Regions from separate parts of the Nothobranchius furzeri genome. Here region 1 is linked to region 2. Evidence: chromatin contacts called from public Micro-C data. All regions are on one chromosome and are shown on one strand. Each heading gives the region's core, a stretch centred on a gene start, on an enhancer-like site or on the middle of the called end of the contact. The rest is flanking DNA. Distances are from core to core; before and after follow the strand shown. Region 1 holds the start of ttc23 (tetratricopeptide repeat domain 23). Region 2 holds the start of mctp2a (multiple C2 domains, transmembrane 2a).

Region 1 (4,587 bases), core at 332-2,831, 140 kb before region 2:
GGCAACAAACAGGCTTGCTTTGACTAGCTTCACAGGAGTTTTGACGTGCATAAACAGCTTCTGTGCCGTCCATCGTAGCAAAGGGGGTGGTTTCATGATGTCTTGTGCAAAGGTTCAGTTGCAGCCTGAGTAGGAACGGGTGGGCATGGCCAGCTCCAGCTTGTTTTCTTAAAGTGACAGAGCCCTGAAACAGCTCATTCTGGAAGGTACTGAAACTGCCAAGAATAAATCTGCTGACTTTGCTTTATGTGAGAGGGATTTACAGCAAAGAACTTCATGAACATGATTTTTTTTTACCACAGAACTATTGCAACGTAAGAGAAACAGCCATAATGTGTCCCATTTAAACGTTCCTTGCTTTTACAGCCAATTGAGATCAGTGGACTCAGAGGTCTCCTTCAAAAAGCTGCTGATATCTCACTTGTTCAAGCTGGCTTTTGCATGACCTTCGTCACCACCCTCTGCTTATTCTCCACCTTTCCCGCGATCCACTGATTTAGCTCTTTCCTATTCATTTTCGCTCTCCCTTTCCTTACATTATTATTGTTTTTAATCACAAATTGTATAATTTTTTCCTCATTTTAAACCTATTTCTAATCATTTTTTAAATCTTTTTTTATACTTTGTCTTTTTTTGGGGGGTTGTCTATGTGAAGCGCCTCGTGACTTTTATCTTGAGAGGTGCTATATAAAAGATCATTTTCTTTGTTTCTTTCCTTACTGAAAACAGCATTTTTCTCCCTTTAACAAACGTCTCAGACACTTGTGACCAGCTTTATTACTGGTTAAAGTATAAACAAATTGCAAATAACAAAATAAGTCTTTAAACACTGAGCCCTCATTCATTATTTTATCGCTGTCCCTTTTCTTCTCTTGTAAGTCTTACAGGTTAAATGAACAGTGTAGAAAATGTATATGATTTAAAAAATATATTTTCTCTACTTTGTGATGATGCTGTAAACCAGTTATCAATGCTCTATTTTTAGATTACATCCCAAATCGCTTGCAAATGATATCAGTAGGTATTATCTGAATTACATTTATGCAATAAAGACTAGAAGAAGAAGTTCACTATCTACCTGTTGGCTGTCTTCACTGGCTTGAGCCCGACAGGTAAAGTGCTGCAGCTTTTGTTCAGGAGACATCATCAAAAATTCCTCCTTTGCAGATCGTGAGGGACTCGGTCCATCTGAACATCCATCAGTAAAGACACTTCCACCTCTGCTGCCATTTCTCTTGTTTTCAGGGAATCTGGGGGTTTGTTAGAATAGCTCTTGAGAAAAAGGCTTTGAAATTTAAAGAATGTTTTATAAGTTATTATCAAAAAATATTAAAAGGAGGGGTTCGTTTTTGCACGTAACTTACTCAGTCGAGGTTTCTGGTGAATGATGTTCTGCTTGATCGTTTTCCATGTTTACTATTGGTGAAAGGGCATTTCTAGGAAGTTGTTGATCGCCTGCCGTTCTCGCCGTTACCACTATGGTAGTTCTTCCGCATACGAAGTTGGGCTGCATTCAAAAGCACCGTTAAAAAAAAGCAGCAACAATAACACCAACGGCCAATCTCCTACTAGGGAGCTTAAGTCGTTTTTTTCCCGAACAAACAGACCGTGGTGCATGTATGATATAAAACATGTCAAAGTGTTCCTGATTACAAGTTAAGCTCGTATGTACAGTCTATGGTTAAGCTACAACCGCTGGCGTCCGAAGCATGGAAGTCGGGTGCATTCAAGAACACTACGACATCAGTGTTTCAGAAATGCAGGCCTATCCGAATTTATGACAAAAGAACTACGTCAAGTGGAAAATAAAATTACAAATTCGTCTTTCACCGCATAAATATTGTACGTAGCAAAACATCCTGCCTCTATATTTTTGTATTTTTTGTCAGAACAACGCTTCACTTTTGTTTTAGGATGATCGATTGATCAATCAATCAATCAATCAATCAATCAATCAATCAATCAATCAATCAATCAATCTTATTTGTAGAGCACCTTCCACAACGTTATCAGAAGCTCAAGGTGCTGAACAGCATAATCATAAAAACATTCCCAGTACCTGGGCATAAAAGCAAGATAAAAACATAAAATCATAAAATAACATGCAAGCAATATTGCAAATACAGAGAGATAATGGAATAAGACTATATCAATTAAAAACAAATGGTGGAAAAAATAAGATCAAGCATCCTGATCAAAAAGAAGAAGTATTAAAAACCATAATGTCAGGGCAATTCAAAGAACACTAGCGCTGAAAAGCAATCAAATAAAAATGAGTCTTTAGACAAGACTTAAATACTTGAATGGATGGTGCCTGCCTAATGCTCAATGGCAATTCTGTCAGCGCGTGGCGGTGAGTGAAGCAGATGCAAGGATTCACATGCGGGTGAGGGAAGCAGGCAGGCGGACAGACCAGCACGAGTAAAAGTATTTAATGATCACACGCTGAACAATGAAACAATGATCCACAAAAAGACACAGAACTGAAGGGGTTTAAATACAAGAGGGCTGGGAGCTTGGGTGATTGGAAAACGAGAGGCAGGTGGGAGCAATTAACAGAGATGCAGGACAGGGTGTGACAGTAACCCCCCCCCCCCCCCCCCCCCCCCCCCCCCAAAAGGGCAGATTCCAGACGCCCACAGGAGCACAGAACAGGGTGGGAGGGGGGAGATCTGGTGGGAGGGCCAAGAGGGGCTGATGGAGAGGAGGCAGGGACCAGTAGAGTCCGGGGGCCTGCGTCTGGGGCAGAGGAGGAGGCGACAACGGATTCTTGGGGGCCTGTGTCTGTGGCAGAGAAGGAGGCGACGTCGGGCTCTTGGGGGCCTGCATCTGGCGAGGGCGGGACCGGCGGTGACCTGAGGCAGAGACACCGGAGGGGACGTCCTTGACCTTTGGACTGGAGGAGACGGCGTTGACCTCTGGGCTGGAGGAGGCGGGGTCAACCTCTAGACTGGAGGAGACGGCGTCAACCTCTAGACTGGAGGAGACAGCGTCAACCTCTGGACTGGAGACGACGACGACGACCACTGGACTGGAGACGACGGCGTCGTTGGACAGGAGGGAGCGTCCACCTCTGAACTGGAGGGAGCGTCGACCTCTGGATTGGAGGGAGCGTCGACCTCTGGACACGAGGGAGCGTTGACCTCTGGACCAGAGGGAGCGTCGACCTCTGGACCAGAGGGAGCGTCGACCTCTGGACCCGAGGGAGCGTCGACCTCTGGACACGAGGGAGCGTCGACCTCTGGACACGAGGGAGCGTCGACCTCTGGACACGAGGGAGCGTCGACCTCTGGACACGAGGGAGCGTCGACCTCTGGACACGAGGGAGCGTCGACCTCTGGACACGAGGGAGCGTCGACCTCTGGACACGAGGGAGCGTCGACCTCTGGACACGAGGGAGCGTCGACCTCTGGACACGAAGGAGCGTCGACCTCTGGACATGAAGGAGCGTCGACCACAGGACACGAGGAGGCATTGACTTCAGAACACGAGGAGGCGTCGACATCAGGACTGGAAGAGGCGTCGACATCAGGACTGGAAGAGGCGTCGACATCAGGACTGGAAGAAGCGTTGACATCAGGACTGGAAGAGGCGTCGACCACAGGACTGGAAGAGGCATCGACCACAGGACTGGAAGAGGCGTCGACCATAGGACTGGAAGAGGCATCGACCACAGGACTGGAAGAGGCGTCGACCATAGGACTGGAAGAGGCGTCGACCACAGGACTGGAAGAGGCGTCGACCACAGGACTGGAAGAGGCGTCGACCACAGGACTGGAAGAGGTGGCGAACACAGGACTGGAAGAGGCGGCGACCACAGGACTGGAAGAGGCATCGACCACAGGACTGGAAGAGGCGGCGAACACAGGACTGGAAGAGGTGGCGACCACAGGACTGGAAGAGGCGGCGACCACAGGACTGGAAGAGGCATCGACCACAGGACTGGAAGAGGCATCGACCACAGGACTGGAAGAGGCATCGACCACAGGACTGGAAGAGGCATCGACCACAGGACTGGAAGAGGCATCGACCACAGGACTGGAAGAGGCGTCGACCACAGGACTGGGGGCGTCACCCTCCATCGACTTCTGGTCTGGGGGCGTCGACTTGTGGTCCGGGGGCATCGACTTCTGGTCCGGGGGTGTCGGCTTCTGGACCGTCGGCTTCTGGACCGCCGGCCTCTGGACCGCCTGCTTCTGGACTGTCAGCTTCTGGAGTGGAGGAGGAGTTGCTGCAGACGGGACCGCTTGGACAGGCTGGACCGGATGCGGTGCGACCTCCGGGACCACTGCTGGAACTGGATGCGGTGCAACCTTTCGGACACCACGGGAACTGGACGCAGCGCAACCTCCGGGACCACCGCTGGAACAGTATCTGACTGAACAGGTGGTGCCGGAAACTGGGAGAGAAGGGAGGATAGATTGTCCAGCTGGAGCTCCTGGAGACTGAGGCTCTGATGGAGTTGGGCCAGCTCAGCTCGGAGACCGGCAAGCTCTGCTGGGTGGACTGCGGGCTCGATCCTTTGGCCAAGAGATGAGGGAGCTGCAGACTGGACCAGAACCTTCTCCTGGTAATTCGGGGAGGATA
Region 2 (4,306 bases), core at 1,046-3,545:
AAAAAGTACAAATATTGGCTTTTAATGTGTAATTTAGTTTTTTCCCTCTTATTCTGTATAAAATGAAGTAAACAACTCTTTCATAGAATTTGTTCTTCTGTGAAGTCCCGAACAGTATAAACGGTCAACTTTATTAAACACATCAGTGTATGCTTGATCTGTCTGCTCATTGAATTTGTACACAAATAAGTTATTTGGGATGGAATGGAGATTTAGCACTTATAGTTTTGTTCATGCAAGTGATTGCTATGCAGCAATATCTCAGGAGGTAGAACAGGTTGTCCAGTTTTCTGAAGGCTGCAGGTTTGATCCCTGTTCCCAGTAGAGAATTCTGCTGTGTCCTTGGGCAAGACACCTAACCATCCCTGCCTGCTAGTGGTGATCGGAGGGACTGGTGGCTCGGCAGCCTCACCTCTGTTAGTGAGCCCCGGGGCAGCTGTGGCTACAATGTAGCTCAACACTACCAGTGTGTGTGAATGGATGAATGGTGCACTGTAGTGTAAAGTATCTTTGGAGTCCTCTGACTGAAAGGTGCTCTACAAGTGTGGTTCATTTGTTGCTCCTGATTTAAATAAAATTTTGAAAAAGGAAATTATGGGAACAGAGGAATAGCTTCAGATATGTTGCTGTAAATATGCACAACAATCTGCTGCTCAACTCATTAACAATACATTAAATGAATGACAAATCAGCTGTTTTATGTCTAAGATGAGTCTCGTAATGCAAATGATCTTTAAATAAACCTTTAAATCAGTTAACAGCAAATATCACCACACCTGGGTTTAAATCAGTGAGAAACCAGATAACTGGTAAGGCAAGGCAGCTTTGTTTATAAAGCACATTTCATAAACAGAAGTTTATGTTTATTAATTTAGCAGATGCTTTTATCCAAAGCGACTTACAATTTATAACCTATAGGGCATGTTGTGATCTGTGGGGGAAACCGGAGTACCCGGAGGAAACCCACGCATGCGTGGAAAGAACACGCAACTCCACGCAGAAAGGCCGCAGCCGAGTTTCGAACCTGCAACCTTCGTGCTGCGAGGCAACAGTGCTAACAACTGCGCCACCATGCATGCAGCCCATGCAGAAGTATTCAATGTGCTTTCCAGGTGCCAAAACAGCAAGAATATGAAACCTTCAAATCAATGTGACAACAGACATCTGCAGATCATAAAAATCAGTTTAAATACGTGAATAAATTAGATATAAGAAATAAAATAAAAAGACAAAGGGTGAGCAGTTACAGTGCAGAAGGTGCAACATGCGAAACATTCATTCCAAGGCTGAAGAATACATGAAAGTTTTCAATTTTAATTTAAAAGTTACTAGAGTTGGGTTAGGTCATACAGAAGCTGATTCCATCTGTGTGCAGCATAGTAGCTAAAAGCAGCTTCACTCTGTTTGGTTCTGACCCGGAGTTCTACCAGCTGACTGCTTTCTAAGGATCTCAGAGCCCTGCTGGGCGTGTATACAGGAAGGAGATCCCACATGTATTTTGGCCCCAAGACATTTAGTGATTAAAAACTAGTAGAAGCACTTTAAAACCAATTCTTTAGTTTACTGGTAACCAGTGTGGAGGTTTAAGAACAGGAGTGATGTGCTCGGTTCTCTTGGTTGTTGTTATGACTCTAGCAGCAGCATTCTGAATGAGCTGCAGTTACTTTAGTTTCATTTTATTGGGGAGAGACCAGCCAAAGACCATTTGAATAGTCCAGCCTGCTGAAGATGAACGCGTGATTGAGGTTTTATAGGTTTTCTCTGAACATAAGACCCCTGAGTTTTGCTGTTTGATGAAGACGATAAAACGCTGATCTTGTTAAGGCCAGTGAAGCTCAGGTCTGAATCAATTATCACACCAATGCCCGTTTAATATTAGAGCTGATCACAGTAACATACCGATCCATTAAGTATTTCACATAAAGCATCTGATACAGCAAGTTTTTGTTTTGTTTTGTTGTTCAGAAATATGTGAATTTCCAGTGTTAAGCCAGCAGGGGTCACTGCAGTACATAAAAAGCTTTCCTCGTATTACTTGCTGGTCTGTTGAGCATCATAAGTTAAATAAAGATCTCAACTAATAAGATCATTTACTCGTGATCAACGTGCGGACAGCTGGTCTGTCATTTTAAGGCTGTATTAAGAAGATTCAATCGCAACAATTTAAAAATTGAAATATATACATAAAATAATGTAGGTTTCCAGACTGTGATGTCACATTCTCTTAGCTTAAACTGTTCAACATGAACCAAAAAGTAGGAGAAAAGAGGACATTTTTGTCAGTTAGGCAAACATGTACAATTACAATAATATATATTATATATATATTAGATTAAATAAATAATAGGCTGCTCCAAAGTCTGAAAGTTTGGATGAGGTGAAATTCCTTCATCCAGAATCAAAAGTTAGTTTAAATGTCACAAGAGAAGACTTAAAACATCTCAAGTCGTGTACTAGCACGCAAACTAAATTCAGATGCTTCTTTCAATTATATTATCATAATGACATCATTCAGAGCGCTAGTGTGAGCTCATTAAACCAGAAGAGTGGGATCAACAGGTAAACAAGGTTTTAGGAACAAACACCGCACACACACCATGCAGGTGGAGCGATGACGGCTGCATTCCACCTGTGGGAGGTCCTGTTGTTCTGCAGGAACTGTGGGAAAAGAAATGAGTCATCATTGGTGTAGTTTCATCAGTTTCTTTTAAAACTTACAAGATACCAGTCATGGAAAATAACAAAGGTCTTTGAACTGGGAAAAAACCTAATTTTAAACATTTTGCACAACACATTTGTGGCTCTGCAGGTTTTGGTGTAAAAACATGAATGTTTGGAAATGGGCTTAAACGTACTCAGAGATGTCGAGGCCTTTAGGAATGAGATTTGAGTTTATTGCAGTTGAAGAGGAATGCTGCAAAAACGGTTTCAAAAGAGCTTTATTATAAGGCGTACACCTTAAAACAGCTAAAGACAACACTGGAAGACCATTGCTACTCTCCTGCAGGTACAGTTTTTCTCTTTTAATTGATGCTGTAGCTATGTTTATTTGAATCTGTTTTAGACCAGTGGTGTCCTGCATATTTACTTGTTTTTCTGCTTCAATACACCCAACTCAACATACCTGTTCACCATGTTCCAGGCTCCACTGAAGCATGTTAATCACTCACTAACACAAAGCAGGTGTGCTGGACCATCTAAAACATGCAGGAAGTGTGTGTTTGAACTATGGTGGCCAGTGCATCCAATCAGAAGCAAAAGTGAAAACTGATTTCTGCTCTTCTGTCAATCAGAGATATGACAGAGATACGTGAGTGAGAGAAATATAATAGAATAGGCTTTATGAATCCCACAGTGGGAGAATTCACTCGTCAAGGCAGCACACACACTCACATTCCTCTCAGAATGTTACAGAATATGTGATGTAGTTCGTCCATGACACCTTCATGCTCTGTTGTCATCAGATTAATGGAAAGTAGCTGTTAATTTTAAAAAGGTCTTTCATTTCCTTTAACTGTTTTTCTTGCAGAGAAACAACCCCACCTGGTGGCAATTTAAACTACACGCCAACTAAACTGTACTCCAAGTAAATGTACTGTGTTCTGATTTCATTTTATGGTTTTACTTTAATCATTTGATTCCACTGAGAGGTCACATGTCCCAGCTTCCCAACAACACCTGAATGCAACATCAGTGCTAAGTTTAAAAGCCCAGGTAGGATGTAGCTTTTGTATCAGTAAATTTTACATTTTTCATTATTTTAAGTTCAAATTTAACACTTTCTAAACGTGTTGGGATAAATGTAAGATTCTGAAATCCATTTGTAGGTGTTAAATCAAATATATTGCTGGTTGTACTAACAAGCGTCATCATTTCAGTGGATAAAATCCAGTTTTGGGCTTGCATGCGCCCAAATGTCTGATGTTCCTGGCTTTCTAGCCACGAGACCAGCTGTGCTGGTTGCTGGATGAGGTCCAGTGTGCATGTGCAGAGTAACCAAGCAAGGTTTTGGATGGTTTGAGTTGTATGAGACGCAGGCCGGGAGGCCACCTGCCACAGGAGCTTGCCCTGTGCGGATATCCAAACTTGCCTTTTAACTAGAAGCCAAGTTGTGGCTCTTTCATGTGGGCCTGATCTCCTTAAGACGTCTGCAAATATTGATCAAGTCTCTGCCCAGACTCAAACACATCTGTTGTCATGTAGTCCCCACTGTTCGGCACAGACAAGGAGATGGAGGGAAAAACAGTGGGTCTGTTGCATTAGCTTCTGTGTGGACACAGAGCTATAATTTATACTTTGCAAACAC

What was found. Hi-C and Micro-C count contacts between places; a contact is called where the count stands out from the background.
Region 1: a contact with region 2 is called in a Micro-C map of tail fin, with 7 times the contacts expected there. The contact joins the promoter of ttc23 here to the promoter of mctp2a in region 2. A contact is called at or near these places in 2 of 2 Hi-C or Micro-C datasets (skeletal muscle and tail fin).

Annotation. Positions count from the first base shown.
Region 1 is chr4:70,179,236-70,183,822 of NfurGRZ-RIMD1, reverse strand. ttc23 (tetratricopeptide repeat domain 23) reads right to left here and starts at 1,581. Exons shown (of 11, transcript XM_015964555.3): 1 at 1,365-1,581; 2 at 1,079-1,250. The coding sequence starts at 1,513.
Region 2 is chr4:70,044,681-70,048,986 of NfurGRZ-RIMD1, reverse strand. It overlaps mctp2a (multiple C2 domains, transmembrane 2a), which reads left to right and starts at 2,295. Exons shown (of 25, transcript XM_070550387.1): 1 at 2,295-2,686; 2 at 2,810-3,007. mef2aa (myocyte enhancer factor 2aa) reads left to right here. Exons shown (of 12, transcript XM_015964542.3): 12 at 1-155.